2 separate regions of the Sus scrofa genome follow, and region 2 is linked to region 1. Evidence: chromatin contacts called from public Hi-C data. All regions are on one chromosome and are shown on one strand. Each heading gives the region's core, a stretch centred on a gene start, on an enhancer-like site or on the middle of the called end of the contact. The rest is flanking DNA. Distances are from core to core; before and after follow the strand shown. Region 1 has its middle 57 kb from the start of SOX17. Region 2 has its middle 91 kb from the start of MRPL15.

The links. Hi-C and Micro-C count contacts between places; a contact is called where the count stands out from the background.
Region 2: a Hi-C map of heart right ventricle shows a contact between it and region 1, with 1.9 times the contacts expected there. The contact joins two enhancer-like sites. A contact is called at or near these places in 3 of 47 Hi-C or Micro-C datasets (epiblast stem cells, heart right ventricle and skeletal muscle).

The regions. Positions count from the first base shown.
Region 1 is chr4:76,911,488-76,916,686 of Sscrofa11.1, forward strand. No RefSeq gene overlaps it. Among named protein-coding and RNA genes, the nearest start is that of SOX17, 57 kb to the left of the region's middle. Within about 2 kb of position 2,649, at least 23 of the 83 cell types and tissues checked have an H3K27ac peak or open chromatin away from gene starts, as enhancers often do.
Region 2 is chr4:76,981,842-76,987,003 of Sscrofa11.1, forward strand. No RefSeq gene overlaps it. Among named protein-coding and RNA genes, the nearest start is that of MRPL15, 91 kb to the right of the region's middle. Within about 2 kb of position 2,875, at least 9 of the 83 cell types and tissues checked have an H3K27ac peak or open chromatin away from gene starts, as enhancers often do.

The DNA.
Region 1 (5,199 bases), core at 1,399-3,898:
TACAACAGCCAAGACATGGAAACAATCTAAATGCCCACTGACAGAGGAATGGATAAAGAGGATGTGGTACATATACACAATGGAATATTACTCAGCCATTAAAAGGAAAGAAATAACGGCATTTGCAGCAACATGGATGGACCTAGAAATTACCATGCTAAGTGAAGTCAGTCAGACAGTGAGACACCAACATCAAATACTATCACTTACATGTGGAATCTAAAAAAAGGACACAATGGAGTTCCCGTCTCAGTGTAGTGGAAACAAATCCAACTAGGAACCATGACATTGCCAGTTCCATCCTTGGCCTCACTTAGTGGGTTAAGGATCCGGCGTAGCCGTGAGCTATGGTGTAAGTAGCAGATGCAGCTGGGATCTGATGTTGCTGTGGCTGTGGTATAGGCCGGCAGCAATAATTCTGATTAGATCCCTAGCCTGGGAATCTCCATATGCCAAGGGTGTGGCCCTATAAAGACAAAAGACAATAAAATAATAAATAAATAAATGAAGGACACAATGAACTTCTTTGCAGAACAGATACTGACTCACAGACTTGGAAAAACTTATGGTTTCCAAATGAGACAGGTTTGGGTGTGGGGGTTGTACTGACGGTTTGGGATGGGAATGCTATAAAATTGGGTGCTGATCATCACTGTACGACTCTAAATGTAATAAAATTCATTGAGTGATTTTTAAAAATTTTTTTTGTCTTTTTGTCTTTTTGTTGTTGTTGTTGTTGATTTTTTAAAATTTTTTAAAAAAGAAAGCAGACTGCTGGTCACCTTGGTCTAGGAGGCGGGACTAAGGAGAGTGACTGCTGATTGTTTTGGAGTCAGGTAATGAAAACGTCTTACAATTACCTATGCTGATGTCTGCACAATAATGAGACCATATTAAAAACAACTGAATTATATACTTTAAATAGATGAATTGCAGTGGATGTGCACTATATCTCACTAAAGTTTATCTAAAAAGTTACATGCATTATGACACAACTTATCTTCAAATTTTAAGACACGCAGGATAGCATTACATATTGTACATACACACACATATCTGGAAACATGCAGGCAAAGGTGGCACCCAAAAATATTGAAAAGTTTGTGCTGGCTCATCAGAATCAATGCCAGCCTTTACCTAGCAGTGAGCCCGCAGAGAACCTGAGTCCAGCAGGTGGGAAAACACAAAGGTCAGACAGCAGCCATCCCTGTGCAGGGATGGGGGAGGAGGGAGGAGAGGCAGCCGCACTCTCCTCAACTCTCTCTTTAAAAGAATCTCCCAGGTAAACATCAAAGTGTTCAGATTTTATCAAAGGTGGCCAGTAAGTACCTGAACATTTTTGTAGGATTCCCTTTATCTTTCTGCATGCTGCAAAGAGTTTTCTTGGCCACACCATGGCATGTGGAGGTTCCCAGGCCAGGGATCAAACCCATGCCACAGCAGTGACAATGCCAGATCCTTAACCCACTGAGCTACCAGGGAACTCCATGCAAAGGTTTTATAGTTTACAAAATTCTGCACTTTTAGACCCGTCCCCCTGAAAGCCATGACAAATGTATGATCAGGGCGGTTTGCTGCTGGTTGTTAAACATTTGCCAGCATTCTGCTGAGTCCAAGCCAAAAAAAGCCTTTTTTTTTTTTTTCTTTTCCACAAAAGCAAGGCTGGGAGGGATATTCGTGGGTAAGAGTGAGGGGCAAAGCTGGTTTAGGTATTGAGGGCAAACCAGGAGCTGCCGTCCAGGTCTGCTGAAATCAGCTTTGCCCTGCAAGAGCGGGAACTGTCATTGAGCACAGAGCAGAGGGCTGGGCTACCCCAGCGCCCCAAACCAGCCTGGCCCAACACTCCTCAAGGAGCAGAGTCCCACTGCCAAAAACTTCCTGACCCGGAAGCAGAAGGTTTAAGAGCATTTCTGGTAACTGTTGGATCGAACCCCTGATTTCTGGGAGCCGGCTGCTTAGAGTCTTAAACGTTCTGGCAGTAGGCATCTAGTTAGAAAGACCTAGGCTGTTGTTTAATAATCTAATCACAATATTCCAAAGCCAAGGACACCAACCAAACAAAACCTAGTGTTTCTTGTCCTTTTTGACACAGTAGTAGGACTGGGGTTTAACGACTTTAAAAGTTAAGATAGTTTAATCGAAAGGCTATGTTTGAAAGTTTAGAGCCAATTCAGTCAAAATACACTGCCAGTAATGACTAGGCATTAAAAGCAAGCTCGCCCCAGTACCCTCGCCAGGTTCCCTGCTTGGGTCGCAGCCTCTTGGCTTTCCTGGTGAAGAAGATGCTCAGGGATTCAGGAGCGGGGCGGGGAGCCCGGGTTGGTGATGAGATGATGCGCTGTATGCAGAGCTCCCGTTACAGGGAAGGTAGTTCTGCCTCCCCGCCCGCCAGAGACGCCCCAGCGATCCCTGCATGACATAAACTGGAAAGTCCTTCCCTTTCCCCAGGTGGCTCATGATCGTGGGCCTCCAGCGCGGATAAAAATACAATGGATGACAGCATTGCAGCGTCTGCAGTTCCCAAGGAAGAGTGGCTTAGACGTTTCCCTGCCGAGCCTGGCGACCGAGCGCCCGGGAGCGCGTCGCAGGCGCTGGGGGCCGGGACAGTCTGTGCCGCGGTGCGGGGGCAGGAAGCCGCGCGCGCCTCCGCAGCGCGCTTGGCCCCAGATAATGCCATTGTGTGACCGGCCGCGACCGCTCCCACCGCCCAGAGCCGGGGCTGGCGTCGGGCGCCCTGGCCGCGGGCCAGCCGGGTCTTGCCGTCTGAAGGCGGCCTGCGCGTCCCCTCCCCGGCGCTGCACACCCAGCGCCGGCCACGCCTCGCCTTCCCGAGGAAATCTGGCCAGAAAGCCAGACTCGGTGACTTCGCCGCCCGGAGCAGCCTTGCCCGCCCCAGCCCTGCCCGGCTTTTGTTTGTGTTCCACTTGGGCGCAGCGCTGGGGTCGGCGCTGCTTTGAGCGGGAGTTGAGGTCCCAGGCCGTCCAGGAGCCCACGATCGCCCTGGCCCTGGGGAGGAGGCCGCGTCCTGCCAGCCCTCCCCGCCCCAGTCACACTCTGACCCCTCCTCTACGAGAGACCCTGGAGCTCGCCACCCCTCCAGGAGCCCTCCTCACCAAGGACTATTTTAGACCGATTTAGCAGCGATATTGTTTGATTTTAACTGGACATTGTTCTAAACACACAAAAGAGTTCAAGGATGTGGCCAGCGGCGTTTTGTTCTTCTGCCCCCCTCCCCCCTCCTCCCTCCCCAGGCTGTCAGGTTTCTCTGGGAAAATGGGATGAAAATGGTCGGGACGTTTCCACAATAAAGCACTCTAAAATATTTTTTTAAGATTTCCTTTCTAGTCATGTCAAGATTATAACTCAAATCTGCACAAGTCAGGAAATTCCAAATTTATGTTGACACTTTCCCCTTAAAACCCTCACAAGATGATAAACAGTGTAAAAATTCTGTTCCAATTCAAAGGTTCCAAATACGACTCAGGTTGCCAGATCCTGGCTAAAAGGTGCTTCAGGACAAGAAAGAATGCCTTTTAAGAGGTAAATATAAGCTTTTAGGATAATAATTTTTCTAAATGAGTTCTCAGATGGGTTGGCTCCTTGATTTTAATTTCTACAAATTGAAGGGAATTCTGTTTAATGGTGGAAGCAGTTCTCAAAGTGGGAATGAGAACAGGTGTCGCCCAGGGGGCCTTTCTGGACCACCCAGTCAGTCAGTCCACTCTCAAAGTTTCCGTCAGCCCCAAGCAGAACATCCCGGGCAGTGGCTCAGCCTCCCAGGGGGACAGGATTGGCCCGACCCCAGCACCACCACAAGCGAGCCTCAGATGAGAGCATATTATTTGGCGTGTCTCAGTTTCCTCATCTACCAAATGGAGCATGAGCACAGTAACTACCTCATGAGTTATTTGAGATTGAATGAGAAGATGGTAGCCTAAGAAAGTGCTTCTAAAAATTCCTCCATAAACATTAGTGAAACTAACAATCATCTAACAATAGTATTTGTGATGTTAAGAAAAATAAGCACTGCGGGCATGGGTGTCAGAAAAGCACCCCTGAATACAGTTTAGATCTGAGCAGAGAGAACGGAAGAAAATCTTAAGGATAAAGGTTTTTTTTTTGATGTACAGTTGATGTACAATAATCCATAAATTACAGGTGTACAAAAGAGTGATGCACAATTTTTAAGGTTATACTCCATTTATAGTTATTATAAAATACTGGCTATGTTCCCCATGTTGTACAATGTATCTTCATAGCTTATCGTATAGTTTGTATCCCCAAATTTCCCACCCCTGCCCCCGACCCTTCCCTCTCCCCACTGGTAATCATTAGTTTGTTCTCCGTATCTGTGAGTCTTTTTTTATGTTACATACACTAGTTTGTTGTATTTTTTAGATTCTACATACAAGCAATATCATACAGTATTTGTCTTTCGGTGACTTATTTCATTGAGCATAACGCCCTCAAGATCCATCCGTGTTGTGGCAAATGGCAAAATTCCCTTCTTTTTTATAGCCGAGTAATATTCCATTGTATATATGTACCACATCTTCTTTATCCATTCATCTGATGATGGGGTATTTAGAATGCTTCCATTTCTTGGCTTAAGGATAAAATTTTATAAGAAAAATGGAATGTACTTTCAACAGACATTTCCAGGGCCACAGAAATAACTAATAATACTACCAAAGAAAGACAGGGACAAAAGCCAACCATCAGCCTGCTCTGTCCAGTATCCGAAGGACCCCAGTGGGCTGTGGAGAAAGAAAACAAAAAGAAACAGCATGTGGTTTCCAAGTCACGGGCAAAAATGTACATGCAGAAAGAGACAGGCCTTCTGGAGACACAAAAGTGGAGAGAAAAGAGCTCCAGGTCCTAGACGAGCAGCAGGGAAGCCCTGGGGAAAAGCAGGGGTCTGGCTCCTCCCCACCCACCTGCATAAACCTGTGGCCACTTGGCTGCAGCCTGAGACCTGGGAGAAGGGAGGCCATGCCCCATAGCACCCAGAGTGTCCCCCCCACTAACTGACCAGGAGGATGTGACCCTGGGAATTAAGCTGCCTTTTTTTAGACTAGGACACAATAAGGAAGTCTTGGGGGGCTGAAGAGGCAAAGACATTGTCTCTCATGTTAGAATAGAAAAGAAAAAAACCAGTGCTGGCCATTAAATGGATAGATCAGCTTAATTTTCCTGTCT
Region 2 (5,162 bases), core at 1,625-4,124, 71 kb after region 1:
TTACGTACATTTTACCACAAGCACAAAAAATAAAACAAAGAGGAAAACAATGATAACTCTATTTTATGTTGCATTTATATTTGTTTTGCTTCTTGGGCGCTCAAAATACTCTCAGATGATTTTTTAACCTTTATTTTCTTTTTATCGTGAATATTTTCATCAAAATTAAAAATGCACCATTTACTAAATTAATAATTCAAATTCACTTCTACCTTCTGCAGAAAAATTACACAGCAATTTCATCTTCTACTTTGAGAGTTTAAAGATAATCCCGTCAATTTAAATGAAGGAAATAATCATTAAAAATTCTCAGTATGACTAATATTCACTATGATCAACCGAGACCAACACTTTGAAAATACCTTGTATTTTAAGGTAAAGTGACCAGGAAGAAGAAATGGAGAATTATAACAGGAGAATGATCTAGTTGGTATATCTAGAAAAATACAAAATCGTCAAGTATACAGTCTTCACAAGATCATACTTAGGAACTCAAGTTGTATGAGTCAAAAACCATTCTCGCTCAACATTTGAAAATAATGCAACTGAGATTCAACATTAGTTGACCCAATGTTTTGATAATCCAGTGTACATCACAAACCACACCAAAGGAGTTCTTGTCATGGCTCAGAGAAAACGAATCTGACCAGTATCTGTGAGGATGCAGGTTCGATCCCTGGCCTCGCTCAGTGGGTTAAGAATCCGGTGTTGCGATGAGCTGTGGTGTAGGCCAGTGGCTGCAGCTCCAACTTGACCCCTAGCCTGGGAACCTCCATATGCAGCAGGTGCAGCCCCAAAATGACAAAAACAAACTCCACAACTTAGTAGCTTGAAATAGTCACCATTTAGTTGCTCTTGATCCTGCAGCCGGGGATGGGCTGGTGGTTTCTTCTGCTAGTCTTTGTGGTCCTGCCACAGACCTGGGTACATGTGCCTGGCAGGTTCCCCAGCGTCCAGGCTCAGCTGGATGTGAAATGCCGAGTTTCCCTTTCTATACAGTTTCAGGCCCTGTCCCTCTCTGGGCCCCTCGATCTCCCCAGGAGCCAGACTGCACCTTCCAGACGTCCAGGAACAGAAAGACAGAAGCCGTCCTTCCTCCTTCACACCTGGCATTGCAGCCCCTGACCACAACTTCCACACAGTCCACGAAGGCCCAGGGCCAGCCCAGATTCTGGGGGATGAGAAAGTACACCACCCCGACGAGTGGCCATGACACCAAACAAGAGCCCATGGGGAGGGGGCGGGGGACGTGCTGGGCCTCTTTGGACCCCTGATCCACCACAGGCGGCGAAGGATTTTCAAAGGGCTTGATAAGCACGTGAAATGTCTTTCTTAAAGGACAGTGGGGAACCCATCTAAACAGAAACGTCAACACAAAGAAGATCCTCTAAAACCATGGTTCCAGCTTCTCTTCTAACTCTAACCATTAGCATTTAAAAAAAAAAAAAATGATGAGCACAGGTAGGAATCACAATAACAGCTGTCATTTTGGTGGAGGCCATTAGGTGTTAGAAATTATGCCCTAAGTACCATCTCTGAATCCTTTCTAAACCTTGCAAAGCAAATCCTACCTACCACCTCAGTTTTACAGATGAGAACAATAATGCTTCCAGGGACTAAATACCTTCAAGGCAACACTGAATCCCCCAAATTTTCATTAATAAATTGACTGAGGAAACTTTAGTTACCAAGATCAGAATATATTTAAGAAATGTTATTGTTTATGGTTTTTGCTTTAGCTTTGTTTTTATCTTTTTGGGGCCGTACCTACAGCATACAGAGGTTCCCAGGCTAGAGGGCTGAATCGGAGCTACAGCTGCTGGCCTACACCACAGCCACAGCAATGTGGGATCCGAGCCTCGTCTGCAACCTACACCACAGCTCATGGCAACACCGGATTCTTTGCCGGCAATCCTTTACCTCACTGAGGGAGGCCGGGGATTGAACCCGAGTTCTCATGGATACTAGTTGGGTTCCTTACCACTGAGCCATGATGGGAACTCCTGTTTGTGTATATTTTAATTTAATTTCCCACTTCACCACATGGCACCCATCAGCCTCCACACACACTGGAGAGCATCATTTCATCCGACACCCTAACATCTAAACCACTGAAAGCTTCTGTAAGGAAACTCCCAACACCCCTCAAGCCAGGGTGGAAAAACACCGCACTCTTCTCCAATAACCGCACAATTGTCTTGGGTCCAAAATGGAAAATGCTCTCTCCCTCTTCCTGCTTCTGCCTCCCTCAAGGCTGCAGCCTGGATCTCTGCTGATGCAGACTTTCCCTCCTCAGGGCGGCTGCTTCCTCACGCATTCAGTAAGAGGAAGGGGTGGACAGAGCGTGGAGGCGCCCAGCCGCGGGCCTGGGGCCGGAGGCTTGTCGCTGAGGCCAGGGGTCCCCCGGGAGGAGCAGCGGAGGGAGAAGAATGGGCCCCCGCCCCCCAGGCCTGGGCAGATAAGCATCTCGCCTTCTCCCTCCTTTTCCTTGTTCCCGGGGCTGGCCCTGGGCTGGCCGCCCTGCGCCTTTTAACTGTCAGGGAGCCAATGCCAGGCGCTGGGCGAGCCACCCCCGATGACATGTGAGTTGTGTGTGTTCCAAATTGGCCTTCCTGCCTTTCTGCAAGAAAAACAAACTTGAGCTGGACCCCAACAAACATGACAGGAAAAATAACAACCCTTGTGGAGGGCTGATACTGAAAGTGCTGGGCTCTCCACCCCCAGCCAGGCCGTGAGTGGGGGGGGGGTGCTGCTCCAAGGGGGTGGGGGTGGGGTGGAGCCCCAGCTCAGGAGCCTGGGGAGAGGGGAGTGTGGCAGCCACCACGTTGTTCCCTCTGAGGTCACCTGTGCAAGCCCGTCCCAGATCCCACAATGGCCCCACAACACATCAATGCCGCAGCATCAAGCCCGCACCACAGAGAGGGCAGTCAATGGCTTCGGGTAACACAGCAAAAAAAGCAAGAACCGTATTCCTTCTCCACAGTATCTGACTCCACAGCTCCCACTTTTATTTTTTTGGCTACAGTAAAAAAAAAAAAAAAAAAAATGAGAAAAATGAGAATTCCGAATGCATGCTATTGTTGGACCCATTTCCCAAGATGCTACAAGTCATTAATGGAAAACTGGCGTTATGATTAAACAGTAGCATGAACTATTATTATTATTTTGAGTAATGTGTCTTCTTCAAACTTGAATCCCTCCACCAGCCAGAATCTGCTCTATTTTTCACTGACTTGCCATGGTAAAGTACAAAAGTCTGCAGTGAGTGGGTTGAACTAAACTGAATATAATTTTTTCTACACTGAAGAAAGAATATTGATATATACCCCAAACAACCGAAAGCGGGGATTCAGAGAGGTGTTTACACACCTATATTCTAGCATGATTCACAACAGGCAAACGGTGGAAGCAACCACAAGCCGAGGCTGCATGGCCGGATAAACAAATGTTGTTTATACCCACAAGGGAATATTACTCAGCCTTCAAAGGAAGAACGTCCTGACCCATGGTACAACGCAGTGAACCTTTGTGGACAAAATGCCAAGGAAAATGGCCACTCGTGAGGACAAATACTGAATGATTCCACTTCAACAAGGTCCCTAGAGTCGAGTCACAAAGGTGAGTGGTGCTTGCCAGGGGCTGGTGAGGAGGGAATGGGAGTCCGTACTTAATGGGGACAGAGTTTCCCTCTGGGAAGATGAAAGCGTCTGGGGATGGATGATGGTGATGGTTGCACAAACTCTGAACACCACGCACTATACACCTAAAAATGGCCAGGACAGCAAATTTTACGTTATGCACATTTCACCATAATTTTTTTAAAGAAAGATCAATGTTGAGGCATCTAATACATCTGTATTCAGTCCTGACCAAGGGAGAGAAAAATACTAAATTAGGCTGACATCTTCCCCAGGGTTTGTGCCCTGCTAGAGTCTTCCACTAGCAATAACGGGTTATTCGACCTGCTCTCATCACTAGACCTGAGCTTTACAGGGCAGCCTAGGACCCTGGCATTAGGAGTTTGGCAGATCTCTTTTTTCTGAGGATTTCAGAGCTTCCCTAAGAGGCTATTTCATAGGCAGACACAGTCAGCCATGACTTCTTAAGGTGTGATGTAAAAAAGAAAAACAAAAATTTGCTTTGCCTTTCTATGCAACACTAGCAAACTTTTCAGAGAGACATGAAAAGGTTTTGAATTGTGCCCTTTCATATCTTAAAAAATTAGAAATGTAAACTCTTTCATTAGCCTAACTCTCTTTTGGGAAGCGGGTATAACTTCGATTCCAAAAAAAAATGACAGAGACATTATTAAAAGTAGAAAAATTATGGATCCATCTCACTCATACCTTTCCATACCAAATACTAATACTTTCATCCCAACAACGTGGAGAAAAGATAATACTCTACATTTCACAAAGAATGGCCCATGAATGCAAGGTTTGTTCAATATTCAAAAATTAGTTAGTTGGAGTTCCTACTGTGGCACAACAGGATCAGTGGTGTGCTGGGAGCACCAGGACGCAGGTTCAACCTCCAGCCCAGTACAGTGGGTTAAGGATCCAGCATTGCCGCAGCTTTGGCTTAGGTGGCAACTATGGCTCGGATCTGATTCCTAGCCGGGGAATTCCATATGCCTCGGGTCAGCCAAAACAGAAAAAAAAAAAAAAAATCAATTAGTCAACCAGGTACTCACTAAATTAAGTAATTAATGATTAAGTTAACCGAATAAAGAAGAAAAATCATATGAACATCTCAATACATACAGAGAAAAAGCAGCTGAAGACATGCAACATTCATTTTTGATTAAAAACTCTTTGCAAACTAAAAATAGAGAAGAATTTCCTTCACCAACCAAAAGGTACTGACAAAAACCCTTCAGCAAACACCAGACGTGGTGGCGAAATGTTGAAAGCTTGCCTTCCGGCACTGGAACAAGACAAAGATGCCTGCTCTCACTACTTCCACAGTAATGGTGGTCTAACCTAGATGGCAAGGCAAGGAAAAAAAGTAAATTGTGTATGTAATGGAAGTAGGAAATACCGATCTCATTTATAAATAATGACTTTGGCTGAAGAAAATCCAAAGGGATTTACATATACACTTTTAGAAATAATAAGTTCAATTAGCACTGACATAGATACAAATGAAGTAATTGGACATCA